Linked DNA regions of Gossypium hirsutum: region 1 is linked to region 2. Evidence: chromatin contacts called from public Hi-C data. All regions are on one chromosome and are shown on one strand. The core of a region is the stretch at or near the end of the contact, and the rest is flanking DNA. Distances in the headings are between cores, read along the strand shown. Region 1 overlaps LOC121212717 (a long non-coding RNA gene). Region 2 holds the start of LOC107893735 (nuclear envelope-associated protein 2).

The links. A called contact is a pair of places that touch in the nucleus more often than the background predicts.
Region 1: a Hi-C map of leaf shows a contact between it and region 2, with 2.1 times the contacts expected there. The contact joins the enhancer-like site here to the promoter of LOC107893735 in region 2. A contact is called at or near these places in 2 of 34 Hi-C or Micro-C datasets (both in leaf).

Annotation. Positions count from the first base shown.
Region 1 is chrA13:81,000,221-81,006,384 of Gossypium_hirsutum_v2.1, reverse strand. It overlaps LOC121212717 (a long non-coding RNA gene), which reads left to right. Exons shown (of 3, transcript XR_005908042.1): 1 at 1-190; 2 at 339-399; 3 at 482-3,108. Among protein-coding and RNA genes, the nearest start is that of LOC121212717, 3.7 kb to the left of the region's middle. Within about 2 kb of position 2,509, at least 6 of the 9 cell types and tissues checked have an H3K27ac peak or open chromatin away from gene starts, as enhancers often do. A contact at or near this core is called in leaf, where this site is marked.
Region 2 is chrA13:80,505,871-80,512,210 of Gossypium_hirsutum_v2.1, reverse strand. It overlaps LOC107893735 (nuclear envelope-associated protein 2), which reads left to right and starts at 2,975. Exons shown (of 6, transcript XM_016818801.2): 1 at 2,975-3,219; 2 at 3,813-4,154; 3 at 4,322-4,429; 4 at 5,483-5,944; 5 at 6,060-6,161. The coding sequence starts at 3,960.

The DNA.
Region 1 (6,164 bases), core at 1,260-3,759, 490 kb before region 2:
GCCCATTTGTATTGCCCATGAACACGCGAGGGCCTCGGCTACAAAAATCGTTCCAACCGCAACATGCAGAATCGAATGAGATACCAAAACTGTACCCAAAGCATTCCTAACAACGATTCCCGGTCCCAATCTAGAATGCACTTCATCAAAGGCCGCATCAAAGTTTTTTTGATTCTCGCCCCTACAGGAGGTTCCCATTTTCTTTCCTCACATCATTTGGTTACTTCCCTTACCTCCTCAATTTCCAATTCTTTTATGTAACAAGATATAGAAGTGGCAATCGCCCTACCTATTTTATTGATTTTTTCGTGCACCTTCTTGTTTCTATCTGGCTACAGGCTCCATAGTGTAACACAAAATACTCGCTTTTGGGTAACAAAACATTCTCTAAAGACCCAGGTAAGCCATTTGAAAAATCCTTGGTCAAAATTTGACATAATTCCATGAAACCCTAATAACATCCAAACTTAAATTGTAACAGGGCAACCACGAAAGACATGGTCCAAATTTTCAACAACATTACCACATCTCGGGCATATCAGACTTAACATAAGTCTCTTAAAATACAAATTTGTTAAAGTAGGAATATAATTCTTTGAAATTCACCAAATTGTAATTTTAATTTTAGTCGAAAGCTTTAGGCCCCATAGCTTCCTATAGAAATCCCTAGCATTGGTCTGTATCTCATTAAAAGTAGGGGTAGAAATACCAGTTTGTAGGCGCTTCACACAGAAAAGTCCCTTGAAGGCTCGCCTCTCCACACCATCACATCCTCATGATGAATACTAGCCGAAGGAATGCTCAGATTCTATCTACATCAATACTCAAAAAGGTATCCAAAATAGGCTCCCTCATCCTTTCTTTATTTTCACTATCAATTAAATCAACAACAAGCATATAATTATCATTTCTAACCCCATTCCTTAATTTATAATCATCTAAACCAGGAATCCATGCATGATTATCAATTGAAATCCTATCTCTCGTACCCACTCTCCATCTGATCCCATCACATAGCAACTTTTTCGCTGACCAGATACTTCTCCAAGTATACTAACGCCCTATGTCTTAAGCTAGCAGTGAAAAAATCAGATCGAGGGTAATATTTGACTTTCAAAACCCAAGCAATTAAAGAATTGGGATAATTAATAAGTCTCCATCCTTGTTTGGCTACGAGAACCACATTAAATTTCTCAAAACTTCAAAAACTCAAACCCTCTTCCTCTTTCAAATTGCATATTCTTCCCCATTCACACCAGTGAATACCCCGACGCCCATGATCCTTCTGCCATAAAAATCTTGCCACAATACTTTCCATTTCCCCACACAAAGATTTCGGCAATAAGAAACAGGCCATAGAAACGTCGGTATGGCTTGAAGTACTAACTTTATAAATACCTCCTTACCCCATTATGAGAGAAATCTTGTATTCCACCCATCAATTTTCCTTTTCATCAGATCCTTCAAAACCTGATACAAAGCTTTTTTATTTCTACCAACTACATTAGGAAAGCCTAGGTATCTCTCTGGGTTATTTGAGCAGCGAACTCTCAATTCCGTTGATAGTTGCACCCTAACCATATTAGAAGTATTTGCACTATAAAAAATCGTAGATTTTCCAAAATTCATACATTGTCCGGAACATACTTCATACTCTTCCAAAATCCATTTAATGACATGTACACCCCTCTCTGAAGCCTCCCAAAAAGAACGCAATCATTTGCAAAGAGTAGATGTGAAATTTGAGGCCCATTCCTACTTGCCTTTACTCCTTTTGTCAGGCCCTCTTTAACCGCAAGTCTTATTAGAGAAGACAGTCGCTCACTGCAAATTAGAAATAGAAATGGACTTAAAAGGTCCCCTTGTTGTAGTCCTCTAAAAGGCCAAAAGAACTCTCCCATGATCCCATTAATACTAACAAAATAAAAGATTGTCGAGGCACACTTCATCATAATATCTACCAAGACTTATGGAAAACCCCTTTGTTCCATCATTGCCCTTAGAAACACCACTCAACTCGATCATACGCCTTGCCCATGTCCAATTTTAAAGCCATAAAACCCTTTCGTCCAACTCGTTTTTTCCTGAAATTATGCAAAATCTCATATGCAAGTAATACATTACCCGAAATCAGACGTCCTGGCATAAATACACTTTGAGGACCATCAATGCAAACATCAAAAGTCTTTTGAAATCGATTGGCCACCATTTTTGCAATTATCTTATATAAAACATTACATAAGCTGATGAGTCTAAAATTCGTTATATTAGTGGGGTGAGGGATTTTTTGGTATGAGAACAATGTTTGTAACATTCACAGGGTCAAGTTCCTTACCATAATTTAAAATGCCCAAAAAATAGAGACTTAAATCATGTCCCACAATATGCCAATATCTTTGATAGAATAATGTCGAAAAGCCATCCAAATCTGGTGCCTTAGTTGGACCCATATCCCTTAAGGCCGTATAGACTTCCTCCTCTGTGTATGTCCCTGTTAACATCATATTCAAGTCATCAGTAATACATCTCCCTACCTTGGACAAAATATAAGTTAACTCACCCATCCCCTTTGCCGCAAATAAATCTTCAAAAAAAACCCTTGCGATTTCTGCCATCTCCGTACCTTCCCTAGTTCCCCTTCCATCTCCATACTCCAAACATTTAACCATATTATTTTTCATGCGCTGTGAAGCATAATTATAGAAATAAGTCGTGTTTCTATCCCCTACTTTAACCAATTGACTCTCGCTTTTTGTTTTCAGAAAGCTTCATCCTTATCAATCTCCCAATTCAAATGAACTCTTATATTAATAAGTTCTGCCAAATTACCATCATCCCGATCTGAGACCAATAATTGCTCCAATTTCTTAGTCAAAGACTTTTTCAAACTGTGTCATTTCTCCTTTATCTGTCTTTCCCAACTCCTTAGTTCTAATCAAAGACTCTCTAGCTTAGCAAATATATCCCCCTACTCAATTCCCAAATTTGTTTTATTTCTCCTTCAAAAGACTTTTCCATTGTGCACTAAACTTCGAAACAGAATTTTTTATTACCCTCACATTTCCTTGAATATCCGTATGAACTAAAAGTGGGCAATGATCAGAGAAAGAATGGGGTATGTGATAAACACTAGCATTTAGAAATCTACCCAACCAACCATCATTTTCCACACCTCCATCCAATTGTTCCTGATTTTTTTTTTTGTGAATTCCCTCTCTCCCAAGTAACCATGTCCCAGAATAGCCCACATCCAATAAACGATACTTCTCCAAACTTTCCGAAACGTCTCTATTCTCCGTTTGTCCCTTGTAATACCCTCACTTTCTCAAAAAAATATATAATTTCATTAAAATCCCCGTACACAAGCCGTGGAAGATCTTGATAATCCCCAAATTCCTAAGAACATTTCACAAATCGCTCTTATTCCTAATAAACGAGGTTTCATAAAAACTTGTAAATTTCCAATCCCCCATCTTTCTCTTTCCCTTTTACCTCCACATCCATATGGTTCATAGAGAAACTATGTAAAGTGATAATTAGGTCCTCTTTCCATGCTAAACAGAGGCTTCCATGAGAACCATCAGCTCCCACCTCAATCCTATTAACAAAACCACATCGTCTCCTCACTGCTTCCATTCTTTTACCATTTAGTTTTATCTCCATAAAGAAGACCAGTTGGGGATTAGACGTCTTCAGCGTATGCCAAAGTCTTCTAACAGCCTGTGGGTTCCCCAACCCACAGACATTCCAACTTTGGAGTTTCATTGCGACCGGTCGGCTTGCCCTTTGGCAGCCACCGATAAATAATGAGGTTTAACTACCATCATTCTTTCTCTTCTTTTCCTAGAGTCATCTATTCTCGATCCATTTTGAGAATCTTCTTCTCATCGTAGCCGTTTCTTCCCTTCACCCCCTCAAAAGGACACTCCCTAGAATCATGTTCCATTTCTATTTGACCCGACCCACCATTTGATTCTCCTTCCAAATTCACCCCCAACACAAGATTAACCATATCTGACATTGCTCCTCCACACCCTTTTCCTCCTTCTCTTTTTATCCATATATTGTTCATTGCCAGAGCCCTCCTTGATTGAGCACGGATTGTTAAATCTCATCTCATTTCCATAACATCAGTCTCAGTCTCCATCCTTATTTTGCAGAAAGAATCACTGTGACCCAGACATCCAAAATAAAAGTAAAATAGGGTTAACCATTCATACTTGAAATTGACTATGAACAAATACCCAAGGAGAATATGAGCCTCTTCTTTCTTTTTAGCGGTCATTGAACATCAACCAATACAGAATTCGTATATAATTGTTGAAACCCTTTTCAAAATTTTTGTATCATACTCCATAAACCCCCTACAAAATCTCTCAATTATCTTGCTACTCGTTCAGAAAAGAATAATGGGGGCATATCATGGACATGCACCCAGAAGCAAACAGATAATAATGGGACTTTTAGTGGATCCTCCTCATCTACCATAAAATACAACACCAAAAGATGACTATTGAAAGTCCATGGCGATCCACTTTGCACTCTTTCCAAATCCATTTTATGAAAAAATTGGAACAAAAATTATTTTTCTCCCAAATATGATATTTGTACTCCCTTCACGGAATGCCATAAAATTTCCATTGTACTTCTCATTACCGGGAAATGAATTACACTTGCCGTGAAAAAACACCCAACCAAACACAAATCATAAACCTCCTTTGTCTTATCTACATCGCTACCAACTGCTGAGATCTCATCCTCATCATCTTCCAACGTAAGATTAGCCAAGTTATTCTCCATGCTTCTACCGCCACTTTCTATACTACAGTCCAAAACAAGCGCACTAGAAACCCTAGAAACCAAAACTTGCTAGAAAAGCAGACAAATACGTGCTAGTACAACAGACTTTTAAATTCTAAAAAATATTAATTTACAAAGTGAATACTCATTATTCTTAGTTGTACCTACAATTTATTAAGTTTTTTTTTTAATGTGCGAATACATCCAATTATTTAGACCTTTTAGGCTACACATGTAAGAAAATAATTGATACACCTTTTAGTCTACACATATAATAAGATAATTGATACACATTTTTTAATTGGACATATTTATACATTTAAAAAATAAATTTACATGCACAATTAATAAAATTAAAATTATTTATATTATTTATTTTCTAAAATATATATTTAATTTTTTCCTAGAAGGTACCAATAGAATTAAAACATTGATTCATATCAAGTTTTTAAAGAAAACTATTTTTAAATGTTTTTTTAAATTTTATGTAATTTAGAAAAATAATTTTGATTGAATGTTGACAAATGATTGTCCTGATTCAATGTGAATATAATAAGATAATTGATACACATTTTTTAATTGGACATATTTATACATTTAAAAAATAAATTTACACGCACAATTAATAAAATTAAAATTATTTATATTATTTATTTTCTAAAATATATATTTAATTTTTTCCTAGAAGGTACCAATAGAATTAAAACATTGATTCATATCAAGTTTTTAAAGAAAACTATTTTTAAATGTTTTTTAAAATTTTATGTAATTTAGAAAAATAATTTTGAATGAATATTGACAAATGGTTGTCCTGATTCAATGTGAATTTGGACTTAACTTTTAAATGATATTTATTAATTATTATTATTTTTGAATTTTTTGAATCTTTTTAAATTTATTTAATATTATTATATATTTTAATAATGTTTTACAAAGTTATAATTTTTTTAAAAAAATTTAAAAATATATTTTTTTTAATTTTTAAAAAAAATTAAGCTTTGAAACGAATAAAACTAAACAATCAATCATATATCCAAGTTCATTCTAGTAAAAAAAATAAATGTTTGTTTTTAAAAAAATAATTTTATTTTATTTTTCTGACGAGGTATCTGATGTGACAGTGCCACATCAGTAATTGTCATTGACATGGAGCACCACATCATTGTTGCTAAGAGAAATTATTCCATGGACCATTCTCACCACATCATATATGGTCCCATCCAATTATTTTATGCCACATCAACCACTTTTTCCAACTCATTAAAAAATTTCCAAGTTAGATTCAATTTCTTCAAAGGCTTTTTTTTAAGGTCAGTTTTAATTTCCCCTAATTTTTTTTCCGTCAAATTCAATTTCTTGAAGTT
Region 2 (6,340 bases), core at 1,726-4,225:
TAAAAATTATTCCCCTAGATGCATAAAAGCATAAATTGGGGATGATTGTGAATAATTTTAATAGAGATAATCTTTCCATCCGACCTATATGCCACCTGAAAAACCAACAGATTCAATGCGATGAGAAAAATCAAACCCAATTTACCAATAATAGAATTAGCTTTTGGGCCACTAACTCTAGGTTCTAATAAGCACACAATGTTCGGATTGTGCTCTAAATTATACTCACAAAAAGCACGGATAAACTTACTACTTGCACACCCTTAGCAATTCTGAGAAAAGATTGAAATATTAGAGTCCATAGAAAAATTAAACTAGAAAATAAACAAATGAACAAGGATCTCAAAACAATCACTAGACAACAATTAACAAAACATAATTAATTTGTTTTACCATCCCCCGTACCAGGGTCCACTCCCTGCACGTTCGTAATAGCCTAAGCTAGCTTGGTCATAGAGTCTCTCAAAGGGATTTTGGAGGGATTTTTAATTTTAAAAAAATTCCCTTTCCCATACGAGACTTTATTGATTTTCCTTGTGGCTCGAAACCCCCCATCTTTACCTCCCGTTAATTTCTGTGTAGTCCGAATTTTGCTAACCTCAAAATTCTGCAAGGAGACCTTCCCCGTATTACTATTATCAGCTAATTTCTTCTCTTTAATCGAGACCGCAGTATGCTTGGTGCTATTCAAGCCTTCGGTAGCATTAACAATCTGTACTTCAGTAAATTCTGGCACCGAGACAACAGTTTTAAAAGCTGTATTAACATCCTCAATATTATTTTCCCCCTGGTCAACAAACATAGGGTTAATGCACGAGAAATTCACAGGCATATTATTAAAATTGGAATTTTGCAAATTATTAAAGTCCACTCTATCCGAATAATTAAATTCTGAAATAAAAAGTTGCTTAGAAGAACTCCCAGGATCACTGTGCGTAAAGCCCAAATCCTGACAACTTGACTTGACTGGATTACTGGTCTGGATCACACTAGGCAATTTTGGGTCATCAGCCCGTTTATCAATATTTGAATCAGCAGCTCGCTGGGTCGAACCCACCACTGGCCTATTGATATCTGGGTCTGCTATAATGGCATTAGACAGCCCATTATCTAGAATAATTCCCCCCATCCGACTGCTCCTATTATTTTTTCCATTATCTCGAAAGTTGAGCTTCTGTTTCTTCCCAAAATCAATAGCCTTTAATTTCACCTGAAAATCAGCCCCAATTCCTTTATCACCCTTATCCTTCTCCTTTCCCAAATCAGACTCACCTTCCATAACAGCCAAAGCGCCAAATCGGGAACCGGATTTGCCTTCCTCCTTGTTCTCTGTTCTAATAGAACCATTATTCCGAGAATTTCGTCTGCTTTTACGTTCGACCACCATCCATGGTCCGTAAGTTGCAGTATCATCTCTTTTCTCCACCGCCACCGGATCAACCCTCGCCGTCTACTTCTCCGTTCTAGATTCCGATTGCGTCACAATACAGAGATCCTTGGTATGTCCATACTTCCCGCAGGAGAAGCATATGGTCGGCAACGCTTCATACTCAACTTTCTAAATTCTGCCATTCACGAGAACTTGAGCAACCAAGGGTCTATCCAGATTAATGTATGCTGCTATCCTGGCGAACCTGCCTCTAGTCCTGCTATCAGTATTAAAGTCCAAGTGAACCACTTTCCCAATGGTATTCCCAATTACCTTGATAATTTTCTTCTTGTATAAATAACCTGGAAGACCAGGTAGTCTAATCCATGCCAACACTAAACTTGGATAGGGTTGTGAAGGGCAAAACTCTTTTGTCCAGGGTTGAACTGTTAAATATTGTCCATACACCATCCACGGACCCTGCGCCAGAACTTTAGTGTAATCGTCGAAAGATTGGAACTTAGCCAAAAAGTATCCATTTTCAATATCCATGAGATGGAATGGCTTGGCAGTGTTCCAAAGACTGCTAATACGATTGTTAAGAGCCTCATAGCCAATGTTTCTTCCTAGTAATTTCAATATTACCGTGAGTTCCATCTCTTTGACTAAAATATTTTGAATCCGTTCAGAGAAGTCAATGGAAGGAATACCATTAACAACAGATCTGTGAATGTCTCCTTCTAAAAACTCAAGATCTTCATCAACATCTAGACTAGAAGACCCATCTTACCAACGTCTATTCCTCCAGAATTGGTTCCTAAAAGTTTATCCTTCCAGGATATCTTTAGGCTCGATCCAGAGTCTTCACCATCTCAGTGTCTTCTTCTCCGATTCCACCTTTGAACCGTACTTTCTTAGTCGTACGATCAGAATCCGATCGAGATCCATCGCCACCGCTTACTGCCTAAGGGGGGGAAACGTTATCGGGGATCAGAGAGAGTTTTTCCATTTTTATATTGTAAAAAAATATTTTTTGATGTATTTATTTTTTTAAAATAGATAAAATTAATCAAAATCAAAATTTTAATATTTATAACATAAAAAATATGTGAAACTCTCTAAATTACCATATCTTTCAAGAAATGTAAAAATTTACTAACAACTTACCATATATTCCAAGAAAAAATGAAAAAGGAATGAAGAAGTGAAATGGAACAGCCTAAATAATTATTTAAGCAGAAAAGGGCTCGGAGCCCGAGCCCGAGCCCAAGCCCAAGCAGGTGACAGTGTGACTAGTAGGTAGGTAACAAAAACAGATCGAACGGATGATAGAGAAAGAAGTCCACGCGGCAAGATTCCCCTTAGGCTTAGCAAGCAGCTAACCAAAAATTTGGATTTGCCGCGCTACTCTCGTTTCACGGCTGGAGTCAGTGGGAAACCGAAAAAAAAAAAAAAAAGATTGTGAAATGTCAAATCTGCCAAACAGAACCCACCACATTACAAAACACAGCTTAGGATTTTGGCATTATCACATTACCCCAGGTTCGGAATCAGGACCAAACATAATTAAATATTAATTACCTAAATAACTCAAGACCATGAATTAATTAAAAAACAAATAATAATTGGAAAGAACTAATCAATCAATTAGTATCCCTTCTAATCTAATCCTTCCTCTGTTTCCATTACAAAATTAAAACATCCTCGGATCCGATCTCATCTTAGGGGGAAAATTTCACAGAGCAGAGCACAAGCTTATTCGCAAATCCCATGTTAAAAATTTCATTTCTGCTTTGCTTTGAGACAGATACAGTGAAGAGAAGAGAAGAGAAGTGAAGCTCCTACCATAGGTTGGTGACTCTTTTCCTCGCTCAATCCGCCCATCATGATTCTCACTCTCTTTTATTTTGTTTGTTTTTCTGTTAAAGCCAAAAATATTTTCTGGGTTTTTTTTCTTTGCCTTTTCTCTCCTTCCGAGTACAGCGTTGTTTCTGTTTCATCTTTCTTTCCGCTTTCCCAAGAAATTTTTTTCTTTTTTTCCATTTTCAAACTATTTCAAATTTGAATTTTATTTTATTTTATTTTTTCCGCATATTTCAAATTCAAAAAGCTGTTCTCTCTCTATCTCTCTCTGCAAGTCTCTTTCTTTTTCTCTCTCTATGTCTTGATAAATAATTACAAGACTTTATTATTCAGATGGTTATGGTTGTGGTTTATAAACACCTCTATCGCTCTCCTTCCATTAAGCATCTATTTAGCATTCTCTTTTTTTTTTTTCTCTTCGCTTGGACCAGATTTATTCCATCCATTTCATTGCTTCCAAATATTTATTCTTCTTTTAAATCTTGTGAGTATTATCATTGCATTATATCTTTATATTTTTCAAACTTGTTGCTTGCTGTCCCACTTGAATTAAATGCACAACCACCATGTTCACATGCAGATATGGCAGCACAGATTGCTACAACCAAAGACTAGGACTCTTCCCCTAAGTCATCTGTTCTTTTTTTTTTGCCCCCTTCAAGGGTCTGTGCATGCATTCACGATCAGATCTTCAACTCACCGTTGGATCAAGAGCGTGCTATCCCTGATGTCAGTGTCTAATCAATCATCCCTTCCGTCTTCATCATCTTCTATGGATTTTGATCCTTTATTGAAGGATTTGAATGAGAAGAAGCAGAGTTTCCGGCGTAACGTGGTGTCGCTGGCGGCGGAGTTGAAGGAGGTTAGAAGCCGTTTGGCGTCGCAGGAGCAGTCATTTGCTCAAGAAACCCTAACAAGACAGGCATGTGATTGCTGATGGTGCCTCCTTTTCCGTGTCTTTTTGTGTTAAACTTTCAGTTCCCATTTGAATATTTCTCTTTTTGGGTCTTTCTTTGTGGGGTCAAGAACTTGTTTACTGGTAAACCTGATTCGCTTCTTATTATTATTATTATTATTTTTTTAAATCAGGAAGCGGAGACAAAGGCAAGGCACATGGAAGAGGAAATATTTAAATTGCAGACGAGGTTAGAGGAGAGAAATGGGCAGCTTCAAGCTTCAGCCTCTGCTGCTGAGAAGGTCACCTACATAAATTCTGGTTCTTGAAACTTTTTTCATTTCTTTTGCTGATTAATTAGCCTAATAATGCCGTGGTCATATTTCATTTTTGCGTGTTGATTCATGATTTGGAAAAACCCATCATGTCCTAATGATTGTATTATCTGCTATGGTGGTTGATCTGTCCTTAAATGGATCTTTTATTTTATCTTGATCTTTTGAAGTTGTTGATGATGATCCACGCATCTTTTATCAAGCCTTTTTGGCTTTTCCTCTTTAGTTATGTGTTGAGGGAGCCCATCAAAGGAAAGGTGACCAAGTGTTTTTAATCTTATTTTAATATTTCCTCTTTATTGAAATTTGTATAATTCGGGAAATTGTTGTCTTTACACATAAGATTAGTGGTGGTCACTAAATTAGACTTTATGCAGCCATGCAACACCCTCCATATTTTGCCAAGTTATAAATTTACTTCTAATTTCTTCTCTGTCTAAGTAATTTGAAGCCACATGGAAACAGCTTTCACCTTTTTAAGTGTACTAGGAGGAATGTTTATGATTTAATCATGAAGCATTAGGTTATGGTAATGTTCTTACATAATTGTTAAATTTTATATATTTCAATAAATATGTTAAATCTTTAAAACTCATGTTTTAAGTCTTACTAAATATTGCACCAATTTCGACCTTTGCTGATATTCCCTGTACTAATTGCTGACATGTTTATTGTTACTTTATAGAAGGCACCGGTTAGATAGGAAATAAGGCTTCAAAATTTCCAACTTTGGATATCAGTTGCTGTTAGATCATAATTGTTTTTTTACTTAATCATTCTTAAAGAAGCTCAAATATGTCTTTCCGCATTGAAAAGTATATGATCTTATGTGAAATGCAATAGTGTGGATGGTTATGAGGCTACCTTAGGCCTCTATTTATAATCTTGCTTCCAGTTCATCATCTATTTTACCTTTCGTGTAAAGTATGTCCTTTGGTGTTGCTGCTTCAATGATTTTCCTTTTTCGTTAGCCAAATCCACTTGCATGATTCTGATGTGACTTTGTAATTTGCCTCTCAGTATCTAAGGGAATTGGATGATCTTAGATCACAGCTTTCTGTGACACAAGCAACTGCTGATGCTAGTGCAGCATCAGCTCAGTCAGCGCAACTGCAGTGTGTAACATTGTTAAAGGAGTTGGATGAGAAGAATAAGTCATTGAAGGAGCATGAGGATCGTGTAACTAGGTTAGGAGAGCAACTAGATAATTTGCAGAAGGATCTCCAGGCTAGGGAATGTTCGCAAAAGCTGCTGAAAGATGAGGTCTTGAGAATTGAGCATGATATCATGCAAGCTGTTGCTAGGGCTGGAGCAAATAAGGACTGTGAGCTCAGGAAACTTTTGGATGAGTTTTCTCCCAAGAATTTTGAAAAGATTAATAAGCTTTTAACTGTCAAGGATGAAGAAATAACCAAACTGAAAGATGAAATTAGGATTATGTCAGCGCACTGGAAGCTTAAAACCAAAGAACTGGAATCACAGGTATTTTTATGCGTATGCATAAGCTGCCTTTGAATTTTATTATCGCTTCACCCTTTTTATATAGATATATTTATAATATATTTTTTAACGATTATTTATCTATCTTATGGGGCAGTTAGAGAAACAGCGGCGAGCTGATCAAGAACTGAAAAAGAGGGTGTTGAAGTTGGAATTTTGTCTCCAGGAAGCTCGTTCTCAGACACGAAAACTCCAAAGGGTAATATTAATATAATGCTATGTTCTTAAAGTACGATTTTAGTGATCGTATGCTGCTAATGTGCTGTTTCTTAGAAGTTCGGTTGCATCAGAACTGAAAATGCTTGGATTGCTAATCTGTTTAGATCCCTGTTTGAACTTTTCATTGTGCAAATTGGTCAATTTCATGTGCTGATCCAG